2 separate regions of the Astyanax mexicanus genome follow, and region 1 is linked to region 2. A link is a contact called in public Hi-C data. All regions are on one chromosome and are shown on one strand. Each heading gives the region's core, a stretch centred on a gene start, on an enhancer-like site or on the middle of the called end of the contact. The rest is flanking DNA. Distances are from core to core; before and after follow the strand shown.

The links. A called contact is a pair of places that touch in the nucleus more often than the background predicts.
Region 1: a contact with region 2 is called in a Hi-C map of muscle, with 11 times the contacts expected there. The contact joins the enhancer-like site here to the promoter of utrn in region 2. A contact is called at or near these places in 2 of 3 Hi-C or Micro-C datasets (both in muscle).

Annotation. Positions count from the first base shown.
Region 1 is chr13:12,802,375-12,807,078 of AstMex3_surface, forward strand. utrn (utrophin) reads left to right here. Exons shown (of 77, transcript XM_049463002.1): 25 at 1,252-1,407; 26 at 1,672-1,842; 27 at 3,075-3,254; 28 at 3,421-3,555. Among protein-coding and RNA genes, the nearest start is that of utrn, 110 kb to the left of the region's middle. Within about 2 kb of position 1,762, the one cell type or tissue checked has an H3K27ac peak away from gene starts, as active enhancers do.
Region 2 is chr13:12,696,395-12,701,578 of AstMex3_surface, forward strand. It overlaps utrn (utrophin), which reads left to right and starts at 1,586. Exons shown (of 77, transcript XM_049463002.1): 1 at 1,586-2,016.

The DNA.
Region 1 (4,704 bases), core at 512-3,011, 110 kb after region 2:
GAGTAGAAATACCCTTTAGGACAGACCTGGGCATTGTTCAGCCCGCGGGCCACAACCGGCCCTCTGGCTATCTGACCAGCTTGCCTGAGATTCTTGGTAAATTAAATGGAAAAAATAAATCTGTCACAACAAAAACTAGCATGCATGTCTAAACAGTGTATTACGAGTGCTGCATGGACAGCGGAGGAGCAGAGGCTGAAAATGGAACAGAAACTAATTTTATAGCTAAAAATAAATCATAATTTTCCAGTTTTAATAATCCAATATACAACAGAAACACAACTACCTATCTGTAGAACAGTGTAACATTTTAGAAATGTTTCTATAAACATCCTATAAAGTTCTATAAACTAAATATAATGTCCTATAAAATAAGCAAATCGAATGATTATTAAATCATAACCGCTGAACATTGTGTAACAGTCTTAATTGTGTTCATTATGTATGTTTCCAGTAATAATACTGAAAAATTCTTAAGGATCTCTTTCTCATGTATTCCAGATCTGTGTTGCAAGTGATATTACTGTATCCTTTTAGAGTAATGGGTTACCAAACTATCTGTACAAAATCTATATTCAGTTGTTTATAAAACATATTTAACAATGGTGTGCTGTTCTTCACGTTTCCACACTTTTTCAGATATTCAGTCTGACTTTGCACTTATCCAAACCCAAAACAGGCTAGAACTGAGGCAAAACAAACATGCAAATGCATTTATTGCGTTTTTTTTTTTTTTTGTATAAAGTTACATTTTCATTGCATTGCTGTAGTGTTTCATTTACAGTTTTTTATTAAGTTAAATCAATGTTAAAACAATGAAAATATATATGGATTTCTAAACTGAACCACCACGTTAATGAATCACGTTAATGAATATTTTTTTTTTATAAACAACTGTAAATGAAAGAGTTATTATAAATGCTGTATAGGCCTACTGTGTATATATATATATATATATATATGTATTGTGCAGAACTGAAATAAGTATATTAGTTCGGCCCTCTAAAACCGTTGCAATGTCTCATGAGGCCCTTTGGGAAAATGAATTGCCCACCCCTGGCGCGTTAAGAGGTTAAGCTTAATTATTAATGAATTAATTAATTGAACATTGCTTATTGTTTGGGTATCATATTGCTTCCATTACCAGTTCTTTTCTTATAACACCAGTGCTAAACTAAAAAAAAACATCTTCAGGCATTAGGTAAGTTTATATATGACTGTACATATTTTATCTTCTCTCCATCTTCATAGGAATGTATGGGAGAGATGGAGACGGTGGAGTCTTCTTTGAAACAAATGGGAGAAAACGTTGCAGCGGTGCAGCAGAGTGCAGTATCAGGACTGGCCACGTGGGGGCAGGAGGAGCTCGATGGGAGACAGAAACGTTGGGAGACGCTCAGCAAAGAGGTGAGGAAGAGCATGGCCTGTCACTGCAGTACTTTCATTTCTGTCCATCTGTCAATCACTGATGCCATCAGTGGATCTGCTGAGAATAGACACTGTGATCATGCAGTTACACCATATTTGCATGATTTTGCATGTTTTTGAGAAACCATGGAGAAATCCTTAGAATGCATGAAAAAAGAGTATTTTTGGATTTTTCTACTGTTCAGAAAATCTGCAAAATGTCACATGACCGTTCTTTTACCTCTCTGAAACTTGGTTGAGCAGTTGCTGAAGCAGCAGGAGCAGGTGAGTGAAAGTCAGGAGAGAGCGCTGAACCTGAGGAAGGACCTGGTGGAGATGCGAGAGTGGATGACGCAGGTGGATGAGGAGTTCCTCATGAGAGATTTTGAGTACAAGAGCCCGGAGGAACTGGAGGAGGCTCTGCAAGAGATGAAGGTATGAAAACACTGACGGGGGGAGGGCAGCATCACTCAGGGTTTCGGGGTTAGAGCTTGAGAGATGCCTTGTTTAAAGATATCTCAGCCTTAAAGGTTTACAGAGGAGAAAACACTGTTCCTTCACTCCTACTGCACCCACTTCCTGCTGCTGGTCATGGGGATCAAACCTGTAACCAGTCATTCCCAAGCCTGCGTGTGTTTATCCAATCAGAACATTGGGATCTGACAGCAGAGTACAGCTCTGCTATCTGGTGGGCGGGGTTTAAACCAACACAAAATGAATCACTGTCTACCACCAATATGTACATGTTAACTAATTATTAAAATTTTAAAACTACACTGTAAAAAAATTAAGCACTGGTTAAATGTAATAAAAATAAACTAATCGATCACACAAAATTTGTTATTGGCTCAATATATAAAAAAATGGATTAAAAAATTTATTCACTTTTTACTCTGTGCAAGCTATTGTTTTAGATTGGAACAATTCAATTATTTTTAATTGTCACGAATAAAAAAAAAATATATTGTCTTTATTAATGCAACACAAATAGTCAATTTAATTTAATGCGAAATCTTGACCTTAATGCAACTATTTTTTTAATATTAAAGTGACTGATTATTTTACATTGGCTCAAAAAAAAAAAAATAAAATGGCTGTTACTACTTTAAACTAACTATAAAAAAATGCATAATGACCACTCAGTACACATAGTTTTTGAACATATATTTATTGTTTTAAGCACTGAACTTCGAAATAGCTTTAACAGCAATAATGGGAGACAAATACAGGAGCTTCTAAATCTAAATAAATATAAAGAACTAGCTATATAAATATAAAAGACATATATACAATTCCAATTGTAACTGTCTTTATACACAGTGGAGGAACAGGGAGGAACAAATATTAGAGTCCAAAACACATGTGTTTTAAAAATTGTTACAGTATTGCAAAACTAAAAAAAAAATCATGATGCTTCAATATGTTCAATATATCGTACATCCTTCAGTTTAAATATGCCCAGTACATTTGATATTTTAATGATATATTGCAATATTGAAATACATATTGCAGACAATGTTAATAATACATCACAAAGTCATGCAGCCCTTTCTAATGCATTTTAATGACCAACATCTTGTATATGTTTGGGTGTCAGAATGGCATGAAAAATGTTTGTCTACAGGTGATTTACCTCTTTACATCTGTTTATTTTGGTTTTATTATAGAGGGCTAAAGAGGATGTGCTACAGAAGGAGGTGCGAGTGAAGATTTTGAAGGACAGTATTAATGTGTTAATGAGTAAAGCGCCCCCTGGTGGTCAGGACCTGAGCGGTGAGCTGACTGAGGTGCTGAAGAACTACCACAAACTGTGTGATCGCTTCAAGAGCAAGTGCCACACACTCGAGGTACGATATGATACAGTTTGACAGTTCTAGATGTTTCTGTGTGTTTGTAGAAGAATAGCAGCTGATGTGTGTGTCTGTGTGTGTGTTTGTGTGTGTGTGTGTGTGTGTGTGTGTGTGTGTGTGTGTGTGTGTGTGTGTGTGTGTGTGTGTGTGTGTGTGTGTGCAGGAGGTGTGGTCGTGCTGGATTGAGCTTCTGCAGTATCTAGATGTGGAGTCTGGCTGGTTGAACAGTCTGGAGGAGAACTTGCAGGCTGCGGAGAACCTGCCGGAGAACACTGAAGCTGTCAACCAGGCACTGGAGGTACACCAAAATCACCCACCTTTACACACATCAGATTATGCTGGTTTGAAGGACCATTACAGATTATATTTTCAGTAGTAAATGATAAAATGATCAGGATGTATCATGAAATATTAAGGAAACATGTTAAATGAAAGCAATGGCAGCTCTTGTCAACCTATTTGGACTGTGAAGTCCATCCCGGGTATCTGTGTTGGTTTTGTCTTCTGACTTCGCCTGCTACTCGTTTCCCAACACAAAATTTACCCCCGAGTTTGTCCATACACAACAGTGAGCGAGTGGTGTTGCAGCATGGAAGCTACTAAGCATGCTGGTTCAGCTAAAACCTTAGCTGCTACACAGCCTAAAAAGCCTTAGCACGTCTTAGAAAAATTTAGTGACCAAAAAAGGAATAAAACAAGAGTAAATGTTACCAGTGAGTTCGAAAGTTTCTCTGCCCAGTCTAAACAGTTTATTACTAGGACCTGTAAAGTAGTATCTCCAGCTTTGGGGTGTGTATTTTTGCAGTATAAAAGGCTTGGCTTAGGCTAACACAGCTAGTGGTGCATAAAGCTACGTTAGCTAACTACTGATAAAGTTCACATGAGCCGGTTTAAAATGTACCAACAATAATAACACTCCAAACATATTTATTAGCTGACTAAATTACAGAGAATGACTCGTCGTTGTTTGCCATAGTAGAAGTTACTGAACTAGTCTTGCTCTAGGTTGTGTAGATTGTATAGATGTCTCCTCAACTTGGCAACCCGAGTGAGCTTTGAGTCTGGGGAGGGGTGGGCAGGGCAGACAACTCTCTGTGGTGTTTTGAAATTGGATTGCTGCAGCTATTTCACACACTCGCTCTCCTTTCCTACAGAATGTACCTTTAAACTGTTCATCTACAGCAGTGCTTCCTGATCTTGATCCTGAAACCCCCTTGGCCTATTCACTAGTGTTTACACTGCTTCTAACAGACCTGACCCAGCTGATTGGCTAATTAGCAACAGGGAGATGTTTTGGGGTAATAAAGCCAGCTTAAATGAGAACTCCCAGTCCTACAAAGTGGGACCACAAGTGTTGGGATTGATTGATCTACAGTATGAGACACATGAGGTTTGGGTTGGACAGTATCCAATTTTTTTTATACTGGCATACCGTCTCAATAAATAA
Region 2 (5,184 bases), core at 336-2,835:
AGTGCTATGACCAATATATCACGGTAGTACGTAGTTGTAGTGTACATTTAAATATTTTACATATTAAATATTTTATATAACATATAGAGCTAAATGTATTGCAATTCTGTGACATTGAATGTGTATTGTTTTGAAAATAAACGATTAAAAAAGTATTATCATGTTACTGTGTTCTTTCTTTTATCACATGAAACTTTACCGAAAATGATTTTATTTTATATAGTAAGTAATATTCAGTATAAATCACGTAAACATGGTTTTATTTTAGTTTGAAATGCATCAATTATTGAAGGTACACGTTTCTGAAAAATCATTGATTTAAAATGTGGAATGTATAAATAGATCAAATTTCCAACAAAGAAATAAATAATGTTTTAATCCATTGACAAAAATCAGCCTATGAAAATTTAACTGGTCTGCATACTGTCTGCGTCTGAGCCTGTTAGCTTTTAGTATGAGGATTAAGTGTCTTTTACTTAGTATTATTCCATGTCTTACTGCAAGAGACTCCTCAATATCACCATCATTTATTCCGAGATTAAAATAAAAAGAAACCAGTGTACTTTCCATTTTTGTACTAAAGATTATCCTTGATTTAGAGCTTTGGTGTAATATTCAGTCTTCTTCATGGGCATTAATTTACAAAAAAATCAGGGTTTATTATTATCTGGCTGCTGATTAATTATCCATTCCCATAAGTCATGGCCACGACTTAATTATCTCATTCACACACCTTCATGATCTCATTCCCACACGTTAGGATCTTGTTAACCTTAATAGGTTGTTAATTAGGTTGTTTAATAAGTCATGGCCACACCATAGGATAAGATCCTATGGTGTGGCCAGGACTTATTAAGGCGTGGGAATGATATCCTAATATGATTCTAATAGGTTGTGGCCACAATTTTCTTATTCAAACGCCTTATTATCTAATTCCCACATATTAGGATCTCATTCCCACTCCTTAATAAGTTGTGGCCACAATTTTCTCATTCACATGCCTTTATTATCTCATTCCCATGCATTAGGATCTCATTCCCAGGGCTTAATAAGTCCCAGACACGCATTAGGTTCTCGTTCACCTGCTTAATATGTCATAGCCACAACTTAATTTTCTCATTCACATGCCTTAATTTTCTCATTTCCATGAATTATGATCTCATTCCCATGCCTTATTAAGTCATGGCCACAACTTAATTATATCATTATCACGTATTAGGATCTAATTCCCATGCCTTAATAAGTCGTGGCCACACATTATTATTATTATTATTATTATTATTATTATTATTATTATTATTATTATTATTATTATTTATTTATTTTATTTTTTTTAGCGTGATTGCACCTATGGTGCTTCGTGTGTTACAGTATCAGTGTACAGTAAACAGCTGGGACACAGCCTGCATGTACTGAATGAATGGGTGACGGGAACGCGCGTGGACGCGCCCGTGGAGCACACCGGCAGTCACGTGACGAGGCGCGCGCGCGCCATGTTTCCAGTTCTTTTTTTCTGTTATTTCAGTGGGCGGCGCGGAGAGAAGGAGGAGGATGAGGGAGGAGTAGAGGGGGGGGGAGTGTAACACTGGGAACAAAGTTCAGCGCACACACAAGTTTCAGCAGCGCTTCTCCGCTCAGGAGTTCACACAGAAACTCTGATCCACTACTATCACTATTATCACTACTATCACTACTACTGACCCACCGCTGCGGGATTACAGCCTCAACTCTCCGGATTAATCACACTTTCAGACCGGAGCACATTCTGATCCTCCTCCTCAAACAGTGAGGAAAAGCGCTGAATGCAGAAGTGGAGCGCAGACGTGGAGGAGGAGGAGGGAGCGCTCAGTACTCAGTGAGCTCTGGAGCTCTGGAAATGGCCTCAAACCCACCCGAACACGCTTAAAATGACTCAGTGAGATCTCACACTCCCGCTTCAGCTGCTGCTCCTCTAACGCTGCTGACCTGTTGAGTCGCATGGGAGACTCTGACTGAGACTCGGCAGCAGCACTGAAGGTAAGACCGCGTGTGTTTGTTTGGTTTCAGTCTTTAACTTAACCTAAATAACTCAGTTTAAAAAGAAAACATTAAACAAAAATCAGGATAAACATGTTTGTTTGATCAATAATGAGCGTTAAACCCAAACAGCGCGAGCAAATGAAGGTTATTGAAAGAGTTTCTCAGAACTTTTCTTTTCAGTGCTCCAAGTCATTAAGTTACATATTGGCGGTTTCCATCAACCACTCTAAACAGAGGTGCTCCACTAAACACTGCTGACCAGGGTTCTCCATGAAACACTGTTCATGGCTGTTGATTTGGGTTCTGCATCCACTTAATGGAAAACCCAAGTCAACTGGGTTTAATGGAGAACCCAAGATAGCAAATCCAGGGTTTTGTGGAAAGCCTAAGGCAGCAGAGCCAGTGTTTTATGTAGAACCCAAGGCAGCAGAGCCGGTGTTGCATGGAGAACCCATAGCAGCAGAGCCAGTGTTTCATGGAGAACCCATAGCAGCAGAGCCAGTGTTTCATGGAGAACCCATAGCAGCATTGCCAGTGTTTCATGGAGAACCCATAGCAGCAGAGCCAGTGTTTTATGTAGAACCCATAGCAGCATTGCCAGTGTTTCATGGAGAACCCATAGCAGCAGAGCCAGTGTTTCATGGAGAACCCATAGCAGCAGAGCCAGTGTTTCATGGAGAACCCATAGCAGCAGAGCCAGTGTTTCATGGAGAACCCATTGCAGCAGAGCCCAGTGTTTTATGTAGAACCCATAGCAGCATTGCCAGTGTTTCATGGAGAACCCATAGCAGCAGAGCCAGTGTTTTATGTAGAACCCATAGCAGCATAGCCAGGGTTTCATGGAGAACCCATAGCAGCAGAGCCAGTGTTTTATGTAGAACCCATAGCAGCATAGCCAGGGTTTCATGGAGAACCCATAGCAGGATAGCCAGTGTTTTGTGGAAAGCCCAAGGCAGCAGCGCAAGTGTTTCATGGCGAACCCATAGTAGCAGAGCCAGTGTTTCATGGAGAACCCATAGTAGCAGAGCCAGTGTTTCATGGAGAACCCATAGTAGCAGAGCCAGTGTTTCTGCTTTGGGTCTTCATTAAACCCAGATGGGTTTTCAGATAAACACTGCTAACAGGTTTCCATTAAACACTGGCTCATGTCTTGGGTTCTTCATCTACATAATCTTCACATCTGTAGTGAAGACATGTTTAAGAAGCCTAGGATCTTCTACCTACATATGTGTGACTGTCTACTATAATTACTTTTTAGGAGAATGTTATGTTTAGGAGAATGAACACAGTCAACCATCACAACATTCCGGAAAATTGGCCTAGGAATTTGGGTTCTATATTAAGCAGTGAGGTTCTTTATTAACTTAAAATGTGACCCATGGTGTTCCCATGAATACTTAGTAATTAAGAAAATTAGGAGAAGAAATGTAAAATAAACGTATAAAATTAGCCCAGGTTCCATAGAATGAAACACTTTCGACAGAGGTTCTCAAGTAAACATTGCTGCGTTGGGTTCTCCGTGAAACACTGGCTGCTGCTGCCTTAGGATTAAATAAGATTTGTTTGCTTGGATTCTCTATTTAACAGTGACTGTTGACTTAAGTTCTTCTTCCACTTCACGTGTGACAAATGTTTCCAATGAATAATTAATTTATTAACTTTTAAAAGAATAAATGTAGTAATAAACCATTAAAACTTCTATTCACCTAGGGTACATAAATTAAAACAATCTTGACAGATGTACTCTTGTAAATGTTGCCGCCTTGGGTTCTTCGTGAAACACTGGCTCTGCTGCCTTGGGTTCACCATAACACCCAGTTTACTTGTATGCTCAGTTAAACACTACTAACTTTTTTTTTATTTTTTTTTTATATATATATAAAACACTGGCTCATGACTTGGGTTTGTTTATCCACTTAATGTTCACACATGTACTGAAGACACTTTTGAGAAGCCTAGGATCTGCTGAAAATAACAGTACATAAGATGTGTGATTGCCTTCATACTACTTACTTTACTTACTAATTTTTAGGACTGTAAAGTTAGAGTAAACTATCAAAATGTCTCAGACAATTGGCCAAGGCCCATAGAGTTAAACAGTTTTGACAGAGGATCTCCATTAAACACTGTTGACCTGTATTTTCCACCAAACACTGTTGACCTGGGTGCTCCATTAAACACCGTATGCTTACTTTGGTTCTCCATTAAACATTGGCTCCATATTTTGGTCCCTCATTAAACATTGGCTGCTGACTTTGTTTGGGGTTTTTCGTCCACATAATATTCACATATCTAGGGAATACATATTTGAGAAGCGTAGGATCTTCTAAAAATAACCGTTTGTGACCGTTTTCTATAAATAACTTTGTAATTCTTTGGAGAATAAAAGTAGAGTAAACTTTTAAAACGTTCCAAACAATTGGCTAAGGCCCATAGAGTTAACCTTTTCAGGGGTCTTCAGAATTGTTTTGCTTCATCAGACCAGGATGAGCAGTTTCTAAATGAGGGGCTTTCCCTCAACACTCACTTGTATTGCCCACAGCCTGGGCGTGAGTGGATGAAGAATTAGCCCCAAATCAGCAGCCTGTATTAGAATGTTTTTAATAGAGAACCCAATGCAGCACTGATGATTAAGAACCCAAGTCAACAGTGTCTCATGTAGACCCTCTGTAAAGAGTGTTTAAACATGGGCTTAGCTGGGTTGTACTATGTACATAGTGGGTTGTAAGAATTGGGGAAACCCACCTGGGTCCCAATAAAGACACATGTACAAACATACAACTTAGGGGGGTTAACCCATCTAGCCCGTGTTCCACCCTTGTAAGCTGAACATGAGAATTTGTCTGGAAAGGTTCTTTGACGTTGATGTTTTTCATGGTTTGCATTGGTTTCTTTAAGCATCTGTAGTGTGAGTTGGGCTAGTGTAAATATTTAACCCAGTGTTTTTCCACCTTGCCCTGCACATTTGTTGTGGTTTCTGTTTCCCAATACACCTGATCCAGTTAATCAACTCTTAAACCAACTTTTTTAGAGTTGTAGGTGTTTGGTTAATGCAAGTGCTTCACTAAAAAAGAGACATGGCAGGGTTCTTCCAGGACCAAGGTTGAGACCATTGTTTTGGAGAACCGTTAAGAGGATGTTGGTTTACATAAGTAATCTACTTTT